Linked DNA regions of Mus musculus: region 2 is linked to region 1. The links are chromatin contacts, called in public HiChIP or PLAC-seq maps. All regions are on one chromosome and are shown on one strand. Each heading gives the region's core, a stretch centred on a gene start, on an enhancer-like site or on the middle of the called end of the contact. The rest is flanking DNA. Distances are from core to core; before and after follow the strand shown.

Region 1 (6,472 bases), core at 1,796-4,295:
TACGAAATACAGTTAGTGTATGAACTAGAAAAGAAGTAAAACCTCTGACCTGAAGTCCATGGCAGATGTCTGAACCTAGATGAAGCAGTGCTCCCTGCATGTGCTCCCTGCATGCAGACTGAGCATAGCCTGGTCCGTCAGAGCAGACCTGTGCAGAGTACAGTGTGGGCTGGGAAGCAGTTAAGCAGTGGGTCACATTAGCTGTGCTCTTGGCTTTGTCTTCTTGAGCAACAACTCCTATTGGAAAGAGAAGTATTTTATCTCTTTTTATCTCAAAATATTTGTACATTATTTCAATACCTCAACAAAACTTGATACCACAACAGAAAAATACCTGTACTATTTTTCTTCATCCAGAAAAATGTTCTATTGTTAAAATGAAGGATAAGTTGCTCCATACTGTCAGGGAAGATACTTCACTTATCAGTCAGTGAACTTCTGTCTGTAGCATAGCTTTCAGATCATGTAGTATGTTTCAGGGTCTCTCTGTGTAATAGCCCTGGCTGTCCTAGAACTGGCTTTGTAGACCAAACTCAGAGATCCATCTGCCTCTGTCTCCAAAGAGCATGTTTTAGGTTTTGAGTGAATACATGAGATCTAGTTGCATGTCCTTTGCAAGAAAAAAAGAACAGACATCTGTCTCTTAAGTTACTGCATAATCACATTTAGTGAACAGTGTCATAGCCCAAGCTGACTTCCAGCTTACTCTGTAGTCAAAGCTAGTCTTGAATTACTGGTCCTGTTTCCTTCATCTCTCAAGTGTGAGGACTGTGGTGTGCATCATCATACACCCCAACCTGTATACTTGTTTCCCACCTTACTTGGGCTGCTAAAGAAATTGAAAGTCTTAAATGTTCACTTCCTTTTTCTAGCTGATTGTAACAAGAACAAACGTGAGCTACACCTTCACTTTGTTTTGAGCATGAAAGCCTTGCCATGTAGTCACATAGCTGGGCCCACAGTGCATATTCCAATAAGAACTACTGTTGTTGTGTTCCCCTTTGCCAAAACTTGTCGCACATCCATGGGGAAGTGACTTGTTTCATCCTTAATAACTAGAATATTTATTAGTGTTCAATTAAATTTTGTTTTAAGCCAAAGTCATAGGACTATAATGTTATCGAATTGTTTTTTGAGTGCTGAGAAATCTATCTTGAAACAAGGCATTAGGTTTTCAGTATCAAGTACACAGAACAGAAGTTAAGCAGCGACCTCAGCAGGAGTCACTGTAGATACAGCATTGCTGCCTCACACCTCACTGGGGCAGAGAACTTTGGTCTTTTTCATTTTTCAGTACTTAGCCTGTGTAGAATTACTCTGTCACTACTGCCATCGCACAGGGTGTGTTTGAGCAGTAAACACCAGCATTCAGAAGCCATTTAGAGAAGAAGGTTGCCCAATTTTTTTTGTTTGTTTGTTTTTTGTTTTTCAAGACAGGGTTTCTCTGTATAGCCCTGGCTGTCCTGGAACTCACTTTGTAGACCAGGCTGGCCTCGTGGCCTCGAACTCAGAAATCCTCCTGCCTCTGCCTCTGCCTTTGCCTCCCGAGTGCTGGGATTAAAGGCATGCACCACTGCGCCCGGCTCAAGGTTGCCCAATTTTTATGCTGTATTTTTGTGCTAAATCTGGTGACATAAGCATGCACAGTTTTTTAAGTTCTCCGTCAGAATCCAGCACCTTTTATGCTACAAAGTGAAGCACTGCTGCAATGCAGATGTTCTTCATACCTGTGCTATCACTGCATGAAACCCAGTGTCTGAGGAGAACAGTAGAGATGAATTCACACAGCCTGCCTGTCTTCTGCATTGTGTGCTTCCCCATCTCTACTCCTTGATGAAAGGCCTTAGCCTCAGCCCCACCTCCTTTTAAATAGTTTCTATTCCTTGTTTTACATTGTTGAGCTATTGATTAGGGGTTTAAATATATGTTCTAATAATTGCAAAAAATAAATGTTAGGTGGAAGTTTGTTCAACTTCCCAACCAAACCCTTAGACACTGAGCTGTCTGTATATATAGTCTGATTCTTTCAAAATTTGCAACTTTGTAGAGACCTCATGTTGGGGGAGGGGTGGCCAATCCTTCACAACTGCACTTGCTACTTTGTAGAGCTTTTAGCCATCCTTATCTACGGTAGGGTAACTACTGTTCCTTTAAAGTGGACCGAGGCTGTTGATGTTGACATGGTATGTTGGTTGGGGATGATCCAAAGTTACAAAGCCAACAGTGCAGGTGCTGTCACATACCAGAATTGTGGGTGAGTGCCAGACCGTTTTCATCCTTAGCCATTGACAATCCAATGGCCTCAACTCTACAAATCCCACTTTTTTTTTCCTTGAGTCAATGGTAAGTGGCCATCTGATGACTTGAAGGAATGACTTGAGTCCAAGGAACAGCAGAAGTGAAAAGCTGAGTCCCTGTCTATCCCATACCAGTTCACTAGAAGAGCTGACATGGCCTCAGAGCTGTGTCATCTCAAAAAATGGGAGGAACACGAGGGCATCACACCTCATTAAAGGCAGGAGGCAGCAGGCTCAACCCTTGGCTTTGCCTCCAGCTTGGGAGAGCTGACTCTGAGCACGTGGGCCTTGGGCAGCCCCAGGCGCCCTCCTGCCAGATGTAGTTCAGGCCCAGATGGGCCCGCGCAGGGATCCCCAGTGCAGCCACCTGACTGACTGTCGAGGCGTGCTGCGGCCCGCTACTTCTGCCTCCGCCGGCGGCGCTGCGGTCAGAGGAAGGCACCCAGGAGCGCAGTGCGGCCATTATCCACGGCGCCTCCTAGTGGGGCAATGGCAAAGCCTCCACGTTCTCGCGAGAGCTCCCCTCAGTGGGGATTATATAATCTCACCCAGGAGAGGCTGGGGGGGGCTGGGGCCACCCTGCCATAAGGAAAGTGGGTGTCGCCGCAGCCGAGGACCGAAGAGCTCTCCCTTGGGGGGGGGTCGCCGAGTAGGGGGTCCATGGCCCCCGCCCCCCCCCAGCTGGACAATGAGTCCTCTTATGCTAATGAGTCGCTTACGTCACTTCCGCTCTTTCTCGGCCGCCATTTTGGCTAGGGCAGGTTCGGGGACTTGCTCTGAGGCGCTTGTATTGTCTGCTGAGGGGAGACGCGGGACCAGCCCCCTCCCCCGCCCGCCGCCGCCGCCGCCACCCGTCCGGTCTACCCGCCGCCGCCGGGACCCATGAGCTGAGCGCCCGCCCGCCGCCATCTTGGCCCCCTCCCCCTCCAGCCGCGCTCGCTCGGGGGGGATTTGGCGTCGCCTCAGCCACAGCTCCCTCTCTCGGTCTCCGCCGCCGAGGAGCCGCGCGGCCGTCGCCGCCCGCCTGCCCGCCCGCGACGGTGAAGCCGCGGCCCCACGCCCTCCGCCGCCCTCCGCCCCTCCTTTGTCTGCACTGCCCGCGCCGCCGCCCGCCGCTCTGCTGCGCCCGCCGCGCCCCCCGGCAGCAGCCGCGGCCGCGGCTCGAGCCGGAGCCCGAGCGCGACGAGGCCCCGGGCGCGTCCTCGCCGCCATCGCCGTGCCGCCGTCCACCCGCCGCCGTGCTCTAGAGCACGCCGGCCCCGCGCACGCCTCGAGGCCGAGCCAAGGTAAGCCCCGCGGCCCTGCCCGCCGCCGATCCCGGGCGCGGTCATTGTGCTCGGCGTGCACACACCGCCTCGAACCCCAGTCGGCCGCAGCCCTCCTGCAGCCCGATCCCCTTCTCCGCCCCGCGGGGCTGCCGGCCGGCCACCATGGGCTTTTGCGGCTAGTGGCATCTTCCCGCACCCACCCCGCCCCCAGCCGAACCCCGCTCGCTCTCTCGTCCTCAGAACTAATCCCCTCCCGCCCTCCCCCAGTCCCCGGAACCAGCCTTCTGCCAGGTCTGCCCACCCTAGGCTTGGAAAGGGGGGAAAGGCCTGGGGGGCGGGGAGCGTGCATGGCAGAGGGTGAAAGTCTTTGCCTCCCCAACAACATGCCAGTTTCCCTCCCATCCTAACCACCACAGCCCCTCACCGGCCCTGCTTTCAATCTGGGCTACCTGGTCAGCACTCCCTCTTTAGAGCTTTCTGATCAACTTTGCAGTCAGAAAATGGAAATCCAGAAAGCCGCGGAAAGAATTTTTTTCGAATGCAATGAATGGGGAGTAGTTCTTTGAGCACCCTCTTATTCGCCTCTTCTTTCCTCTGAGCTGCCTGTCCTTCTCCTCCCTTCCCCACCCTACCCCCAACCTGGATGCCTGTCTGCTAGAAAAGGCGCGATTGCTTCTCTTCTTCTCTCCAAGAAGTCTAATACTCATTTTAGTCTCACTCCCTGCCACACACCCCAAGTGTCTTCTCAGTGTTCTTCCAGTCACCAGGTCCTCTGGACAGTTCTTGTCATAACCCCATTTCACAGACAAAGGCTTAGGAGGGAAAAAGAACCAAACTGTTTCCTGTGTTAGCCATTTTAATGCTGTCCAGCCCCAAACGCCCAGTTCCCATCCCTGATGCTTCTTGTGCCTGTATCTTGAACCTTCACAATGGGATGTGTGTCGGGGGGTGTCTCTTGGATAGCTTTGTGCAGTTTCTTTATAAATCTGCATTGTTGCTTCTGGTTTATGGTCATGGAGAAAATACCAGCCCCCACCCAAAAGGCACTGCAGCCAAGTCGGTTAAAGGCACTGAGTGTGGGAGTCAGTAGGGGGCGCATTCCCTGCACTGGGTAAGGCTGCAGAGGGGGGAAGGGCCCCAGAACTAGAACAGGATGTGCTAAACAGCGCCTTCTACAGACCATGGGAAAATGGGTCCAGCAAGACTTGCACTGGGTGAGCTGACAGCAACATGGCGAAGGATTAAGTGAGGCTAGAGAGATTTTATTTAAGAAAGCCACTTCTCCGTTTGGAAAGTTGTCTTTTTTTACTTTTTCAAACCTGTTCACCCTCAGACTTTGATTGCTGATCAGTCACCTTGGTGCACATCCTTGGGTCATAGGTTCCCTTTCTCAAGAATTCCTTCACCTTAAGGTTTGATGTGTTGACATCTCTTTCCTAGGCTAGGTGGTAAAGGGGGTTGTTTAAAACCTGAAAGTCACGGGCTTGGGAGATCAGGTCAATCCAAATCTCTCCGACTCTTTTGCGAGTGGAAAGTCATTCTTGAGAGGTTTTATGGGTTGGTGATTTTGACAGCCATGAAAGATGGGTGTCAGGATTTGCAAGGCTTTGTTGGTAAACATCAGGTCCCTATTGAGTTCTTCATTGTCAAACTTAATAGAGTTCACTGCAAAATTGTGTTGCCTTCCACTTTCAGCAGTACACTGTCTGTAGCCAACTGCCTTTGCAAGTGTTGACACCAGTCTTGGTTCGGTGCGCACCCACCTTTTTAGGGTGTGTGGATTTCTGTAGATTTTACTCCTGTTGTTATTTCCATAGGTGTGAGATGCACAGTACGAAACCTAGGCCCCAGCTTTTACATCGTGATGCACAGGGTTGCACTTTTTGTACTGAACTGATAGGTGGCCTAGTGGTTATTCCCTGTACTGCCATTTTGAGGATCTGGACTCCGTTCCCTGCCTTGCTCTTTGGACTGCATTGTCAATTCACACCGGTGGGTATATCATTTTGGAGGGTGGGGACTGCAGCATCAGGAAAGCTAGAGACTTCCTCCTGATCACCACCAGAACATGAACTTTCAAAATTTCAGCCTCGCCACATTCCTCAAGGAACTCGTTAGAGCTGGTTGCAGTAATGGGTTTTGAACGTTTAAAATATGTGTCTCTTTTAAGAGAAAAATTTAAAGTCGATGATGTTGTTGTAATCATTTGCATTCTGCACTTTTGGACATAAAGTTTTAAGTAGTCTATCTCAAGACTTGCTCAGCATCTGAAAGCCTTAGTTACTTGGTTAAAGGGATCTGGGGAAAGTAGTTCATTGGTAGAGATGTGACTGGCCTGGTAAGAGTCTCTGGATTTGATTTGTTCTTGTTTGGTAATATTGACAGTGATGCTAGTATCTGTGAATGCTTTATCCTACTGTTACAGACATCTTACATCGACGTGCCAAGAAAAATCAAGGGATACCAAATATATGTAAATAACTATTTAATGCTTGAAGAGGGTAGGGTTTTTTGTTTTTTAGGGGTTTGTTTGTTTTCGGTTGCTGTCAGGTAGCATTTTGCTGAGTGAAAAAGAGGCACCTTGTTATCAGTATTGCTCTAAAAACTACATTGGATTCATGGTTTGTTATGCATTTTTACTATTTACACAGTCCAATATTAAATACAAGTAAGATTGTTTGTGATCTCGAAATACTGTGGTATTAGTATTTGTTAAACACATAAAGTGAATAAGAAGAGAACAGTTTCCTGTTAGAATATGTGTTTGTGAGATAAAGTTTGCAAATGTGCCTTTGTTCATTCTTATAAATGAAATGACAGAGTTAGCTAGTTTCTTTATGGTGTTGGTCATCAGGGAACCTCGTTGGATGAGTGTGTATGTCCTTACAGTTTCAGCGGTTAGCTAGG
Region 2 (6,472 bases), core at 1,632-4,131, 2.0 Mb before region 1:
CCCTCTTCCCCCTCTTCCCACTCCTCCTCCTCTTATTCCCTCCTCCTCTTCCTCTTCCTTTTCTTACTTTGTAGACCAGGCTGGCCTGGAACTCGCAAGAGACCTGCCTGCCTCTGCCTGCCTCCAAAGTTCTGGGACTAAAAGTGTGTACCACCATGCTTAGCCAAACAAAACAAAACAAAACAAAACAAAACAAAACAAAACAAAACAAAACAAAGACAAAAACAAAACAACCAAAAACTTTTTAGCTGTACTGGACAGGAGAGATGACCCTTCAAGCTAAAAGACCTGAGTTAGTCACTGGACATTACATAAAGATGAACAGAGAGAATCAACACCACAAAGCGGACCTCCGACCTTCCCAACCCCTCCCTGACCGAAACCCATGGTACTTGCGATCCCATTCCCAATAATTAATTGATTGATTCAAAATGATCATACAGCAGGGCTGGCAAGGCAGCTCAGTGATTGAGAGTACTTGTTGCTCTTGGAAAGACCTGAGTTACATTTTCAGGATTCAGCCAATTTCGACTACGGTTCCAAGAAATCCAATGCTTTCTTCCGACTGCCCGGGACACCGGGCACGCCTATAGTGCACATGTATGCAGGAAAAACACTCACACATGTAACATAAAATAAATTAATTTGAGGAAAACATTATTTATCATTTACAGCGTTATTTCACAGAGTGGGTGCTTCGCTTTTTACAATGTATGTAGCAGCATGCATAGCCTTAATCATAGCACTCAGGAGGCAGAGACAGAATGTGAGCCTGAGGCCAGCCCGGTGAATTCTAAGCCACCCAGGCTACACCCGGAGACCTAGTGGGGAAATGAGTGAGGGAATTCCAGACAAAGAAAGCTGGGGGTGTGGCTTAGCGGCAGAGCGTTAATAACAATCAAGGCTGCGTGGATTTATCCTTAGAGCCCCAGAACAACAAAAACAAAATAAACAAAAGATTTAAAAGAACAGGAAAGCCTGTGTGTGTGTGTGTGCCGCTCACTTCCTCTTCAGAAGGCGGTAGGGATGAATCACCAGAGGAGAAGTGATAGGAGGATTTGGTCCAGAATAAGAAGTTTCCGGAACACTATCGAGTCCGTGTGCATGAAGCTGGGCTTCTGCCTGCTCTGCATCCACCAGGAACAATTATGTGGATTTAGAATGAAAACACTGGAGGCTTGTAAAGTCTCCACGAGAAATGAGATGTCAATCTGCAGGCAGCTTAGTTGGCCTCCAGCCTTACCTCTGAACAAATAGCGTAGTCACCATATTGTGGCTAGTTAAACACTGAAAAGCATTTCTCTTATATTGAAAGCGTAGGAGAGATACTTACATGCGCACGTGCATAGACTTTAATATATTTAGAATGGGTGTGTATACACACACACACAAAACATTTAAGAATTACTTATTTATTTCTCTGTAGTTGTATTTTGCCTGGATGGGTGGGTGTCTCTGCTTCAGGTGCCTGGTGTCTGAGAAGGGTGTTTCATCCCTTGGGACTGGGGTTACAGGTGGTGTGAGCCACCATGTAGCTCACCTCTCCAGCCCCCTAGCCTCCCCTCACTTCAAAGAAAAACTTATTTGTGGTCAAGAATTTGCAACTAACAGAAATATTCCTCCAGACCTTAAGGCTAGAGTTGATGTTGGTTTTTTTATTTTTTATTTTGTTCTTTCTTTCTTTCTTTCTTTCTTTTTTTTTTTTTTTTTTGTCTCTATTTTGTTTGTTCATTGCTGCTTTAAAAAAAAAAATACCCCTTTTTCAGCCAGGTGCGGTGGCACATGCCTTTAATCCGGGCACTTGGGAGGCAGAGGAATGAAGGTCTTTTGTGAGTTCAAGGCCAGCCTGATCTACATAGTGTGTGCTCCAGGACAATGGAGAGACCCCGTCTCAAACAAACATATACTTTACACTTTAAAACTTATTTACTGTGCATGTGAGTGAACACATGTGCCGTGGCTCAAGTGTGTAGTAGGACAGGGCATTACTTGGGGAGTCAGTGCCTTCCATTGTGTGGGTTCTAGGGATGAAACTCAAGTGTCCTATCACCGTCCAGTCCCTATTGCCTCAGCCATCTTGCTGGCCCTCCGTGCCATTTCTTAATATAGGAACTACAGCTTCTCTTCCGGCTGACCTGAACTTGCTAGAGAGACACTGTGCACACGTGATACAACCAGCACATGGGCTCAACATTATCAAATTAAAAAAAGAAAAAGAGAGGTTCCCTCTTGGTGGGTTCTAGTTCCCTGTGCAGTCTATTTAAAGTGGACTCTCCCTGACTTCTTAAGCTTTCCTATGAGACTGTGGGATGCAGGAAGGAAAAGAGCTGCAGGGGAGAAAGATATAGACCAATTGAGTCTCTGAGACAAGGTTTGTGTGGCAAACCTTGGCAAGCCCAGCCTAGGGACATCATTGAGTCAATAGCTCCATGCAGCCAAGCCTAGCTGTGTGATTCTGGGCATTGTCATCTCTGATCCCCGGATTTTCCCCATCTATGAGCAGTGAGGACATCCATAGATTCTGTCCCACTGGGGGTTTGCAGTTTGAATTAAAGAAAAGAATACAGGTGACTCTCCGAAGGTGCTGCCAGGAGGGAAGGAGTGTATCTAAGACATTTGCTTCCTTAATGCAGTGGTGGGTGACAATTCTCTTCCTTGCCCCTGAAATGCCTAGTGTTCTGCAAATGCGACCCAAAGAAAACCAGCACCAGAGAGAGGGGTCTGTCACCTCAGAGGGGAGCATCATACACCAGAGAACAGGGGTTTCTTTTACAAGGTTTGCGATGAAATTGGGTCAGAAGACAGTCTGATAGAATGCCAAGGGCAGGGGAAAAGGCTGACTCCGCCCAGTGCAGCCCAGCCCAACAGGAGGGCAGGGCACAGGGACTTTTAGCTGAGTAATTCGGCAGAATTCCTCCCACACAGCCTTCTGCCTCCTTCTCCAACAGTAATGTCCGTCTCCCAGGTGTTTTATTGACCCACTTGAGAAGGCTTCCCCTTCCCGATTGTCCCACTAAAAACAGCCTGAGTTTGTCATCAAACTCCACCATGTATTTCCCATGGTGCCAGTATAACCACCCACTGAGTGAATTACTAGAAAAATGATAAGTTGTTTTTTTTTTTTTGAAAAATTATAGTTTTCTTTCTCAATGATAGGGGGGAAAAACATCCCCACTGTTACGTCAGTGTTAAAATTGTGAAATCAAACACTCAGTCAGCCACACAAAGGAAGTTAAACTCAGTGGGGATCATTAATTAATAAGATGTTAGTGGATGAGGAGGAGGGTGGGATAGACAGAGGGTGGGGAGGGGGGAGGGGCTGGGATAAGATGATACCAGAATGCACTCTGGGAGGAAAAAAAAAAGAAAGAGGAAGCCATTTCAGAGAAAACCCATACTTTAGACCACTTCCTTCTCTTACAGGTAATCTGTGTGTTGTAAGAGAAAGAGAGAAAGGGAGAGAGAGAGAGAGAGAGAGAGAGAGAGAGAGAGAGAGAGAGAGAGAGAGAGAGAGAGAGAGGAGAGACAGGAGACCAGGAAGCCTGAGGCAGAGGGAGGAAACTGGCAGAAACCTCTTTGTGGATTCTAGAAGTTACAAACGCAGGTTCTTTGGAAAGCAGGCCACACAAACTCCCCATTTCTCCCGTTCAAGATAAGAATGTGTAAATTCGGGGGGGGGGGGGGATGGCTGGGGGTGAGGAATTGAACCCAGTCCTAGAATCCTATAGGGACCTATTTGTTTCCCCCTTGGCTGAGCCACTGACTCTCAACCTTGCAAACGGGACAGTCTCCTTTCTTTCTTCCTTTCTTCTGTGCCTTGAAGTCACCTGTGAAATCCTCTTAACACCGCAATGCAAACAGAAGGCGCCATTTGAGGGAGGGACTCTACAGTCCTAGGTAAAGGTGAAAGGTCGGGAGCTCCCAACTGTCAGAAGCTTCCGCTGCTCATCTTTACTGACGTTTTAACCCCAAATCACCGATTTCACCTCAAAATTTATAATTTTATACATTTTAAACCTTTATAAAATTTTATAAGGTTTTTTTGTTTGTTTGTTTGGTTTTTTTGTTTGTTTGTTTGTTTGTTTTGAGACGGTTTCTCTGTATAGCCCTGGCTGTCCTGGAACTCACTCTGTAGACCAGGCTGGCCTGGAACTCAGAAATCCACCTGCCTCTGCCTCCTGAGTGCTGGGATTAAAGGCGTGCGCAACCACCGCCCTGCTTGTTTTGTTTTATACAAGACCTCACTATATAGTCCTGGCTGGCCTGGAACTTGCCTCTGCCCCCCACTGCTGGGATCAGGGGCCATGCCACCCTATCTAGCCTAAAACTATGTTTCAAGAATAAATGAGACCTGACACCTGGGTTTGGCTCTGCTTACAACTATAATTCCATTTCCAGGGTTCTGATTTTCCTTGGCCTCCTCCCCAGGCACTAAGAGTGTACATGGTACATGAAGGCAAAATACCCACACAGATAAAATAAAAATAATCTTTTAAAGAATACATATTAAGAGGGTGGCAAGATGGCTCAGCTGTTAAGAGCACTGACTGCTTTTCCAAAGGTCCTGAGTTCAAATCCCAGCAACCACATGGTGGCTCACAACCACCCGTAATGAGATCTGATACCCTCTTCAGGTGTGTCTGAAGTCAGCTACAGTGTACTTATGTATAATAATAAATAAATCTTTGGGCCGGAGTGAGCAGAATTAACCGGAGCGAGCAGAGGTACCTAAAGTTCAATTCCAACAACCACATGAAAGCTCACAAGCATCTGTATGGTTACAATGTACTTACATACATAAAATAAATAAATCTTAAAAATAAAAAGAATGCATATTAACGGCTGGGTGTGTTGGTACACATCTCTAATTCCAGCTCACCAGAGGCAGGGCTAGTAGGATCTCTGTGAGTTGCTAGTCTACCTAGCAAGTTCTAGGCAGCCAGGACTACATAGAGGTACTCTGTCTCAAAAAGCAAAATATATAAATAAATAATGTTAGGGAAGTACCTGAATTGGTAGGGTGATTGCTCAGCACATGAGACACTGGGCTCCACTCCTTCAATGATAATAACTTGTAATTCAAGACATGAAGGCTAGGAGTTCAAAGTCTGCCTCAGCTACAAAGCAAATTATAGCTGGCAGCCTGGACTTCCATGATAGCTTGTCTCAAATATATAATTTATATACCCACTATATGTGTGTGTGTGTATTTTGGATATATATATATATATATATATATATATATATATATATATATATATATGCGTGTGTGTGTTTGGATATATATGTGTGTGTGTGTTTATCTATAAATATTGATATATTTGTTTTATTTATATACCCACTATATGTGTGTGTGTATTTTGGAGATATATTTGGCTATATATATATAGCCAAAAACAGTCTCCTCGTTTAAGAAAAGAGTCAGGATGAAGCTGTTTCAAGCAAAAAACCAGCTCTCTCACATTTCTTCCTGACACAAACATTTGTTGACAGGCTTTTGGTCACTAAGCTAGCCTGAGTTCAGAACTGAGAAAAGGATCAAGAAATCAGTACTCCCTAGCCAAACACACTCTCATTTGTAACCCATTTCTGGCCAAATTCTGTAAGGCTGGGGCTTGTATGTAAGGCTTCCTAGGAACACGGGCCAGCCTATCTGGGGACCACGCCCATTTACAGTTCCACATGAAACCTGGAGGCCGGCCAGGGCTATGGCCAAATAGTTACTGCACCAGAATTAGTTAATCACAGGCCCCGGGGGAGATAGAGAGAACCCCCTCCACATGGACTAGCAGGGTATGGGGAGGTTCTGAGCTTCTGTCTTGGACACCCCAAGACCCTCAGCTATGTCCACTCTGCCCAAACTCCCCAGACCTCAGCAAATCGGGATAGCCTATCCGGGTTTAGGCCACAGACTGCTTTAGGCAGAGGTAGGAGAGAGAGAAAGAGAGAGAGAGAGAGAGAGAGAGAGAGAGAGAGAGAGAGAGAGAGAGAGAGAGAGAGAGAGATGGTGCAAGCAGGTTTCGAAATCTTGATGATTTCATGAACCAGTCAGTGTCTCCTTGCAGAAAAGCGCCGCGATTGGCGTCGGAGAATAACCGGCTTTGGGAAGCTTTCTAACTATCCAGGAGCCGCTGAAGCGGCCAGGCATCCCGGTCTGCCTGTTTCCATCCTCCAGAGGGAGTTCATTCACCTGATAACAAGGCTCGCAGAAAATAAACTGTCACACACTCGCTGCTTCTCACTTCCTGTTCTCTCTGGCAAACGCCCGAGGTTGTCCTCCTCGCTTCTGTTTCCTGTTTGGCTTTTCCATTGTATTCATTTAGATTTCTAGTCTTAAGAGTTATTCACTAAGCTGTCTTTTCAGCTGGCATAGGTGAATTGTTCGTAATAATGCGTTGCATTATGGCCTTTTTGGACATGTATATGATGAATATGGTACTCCACCCCTCCCCCACCTTCCAAAATGCCCCCC

Evidence for each region. HiChIP or PLAC-seq counts read pairs in DNA pulled down with a chosen protein or histone mark.
Region 2: a contact with region 1 is called in an HNF4G HiChIP or PLAC-seq map of pancreatic cancer cells. The contact joins the enhancer-like site here to the promoter of Adnp in region 1. A contact is called at or near these places in 6 of 39 promoter capture datasets (the 3T3-L1 cell line, 3T3-L1-derived adipocytes, the C10 cell line and 2 more), 1 of 15 datasets of contacts at CTCF or cohesin (large pre-B cells), 1 of 484 Hi-C or Micro-C datasets (the G1E-ER4 cell line) and 2 of 115 datasets of contacts at active chromatin or transcription factors (microglia and pancreatic cancer cells).

The regions. Positions count from the first base shown.
Region 1 is chr2:168,203,685-168,210,156 of GRCm38.p6, reverse strand. It overlaps Adnp (activity-dependent neuroprotective protein), which reads left to right and starts at 3,045. Exons shown (of 4, transcript NM_009628.3): 1 at 3,045-3,583. All of the region lies in intron 9 of Gm20716 (predicted gene 20716), which reads left to right. Dpm1 (dolichol-phosphate (beta-D) mannosyltransferase 1) reads left to right here. Exons shown (of 9, transcript NM_010072.4): 9 at 1-1,109.
Region 2 is chr2:170,154,875-170,161,346 of GRCm38.p6, reverse strand. No RefSeq gene overlaps it. Among named protein-coding and RNA genes, the nearest start is that of Gm34403, 27 kb to the left of the region's middle. Within about 2 kb of position 2,881, at least 108 of the 459 cell types and tissues checked have an H3K27ac peak or open chromatin away from gene starts, as enhancers often do. A contact at or near this core is called in the G1E-ER4 cell line, microglia and pancreatic cancer cells, where this site is marked.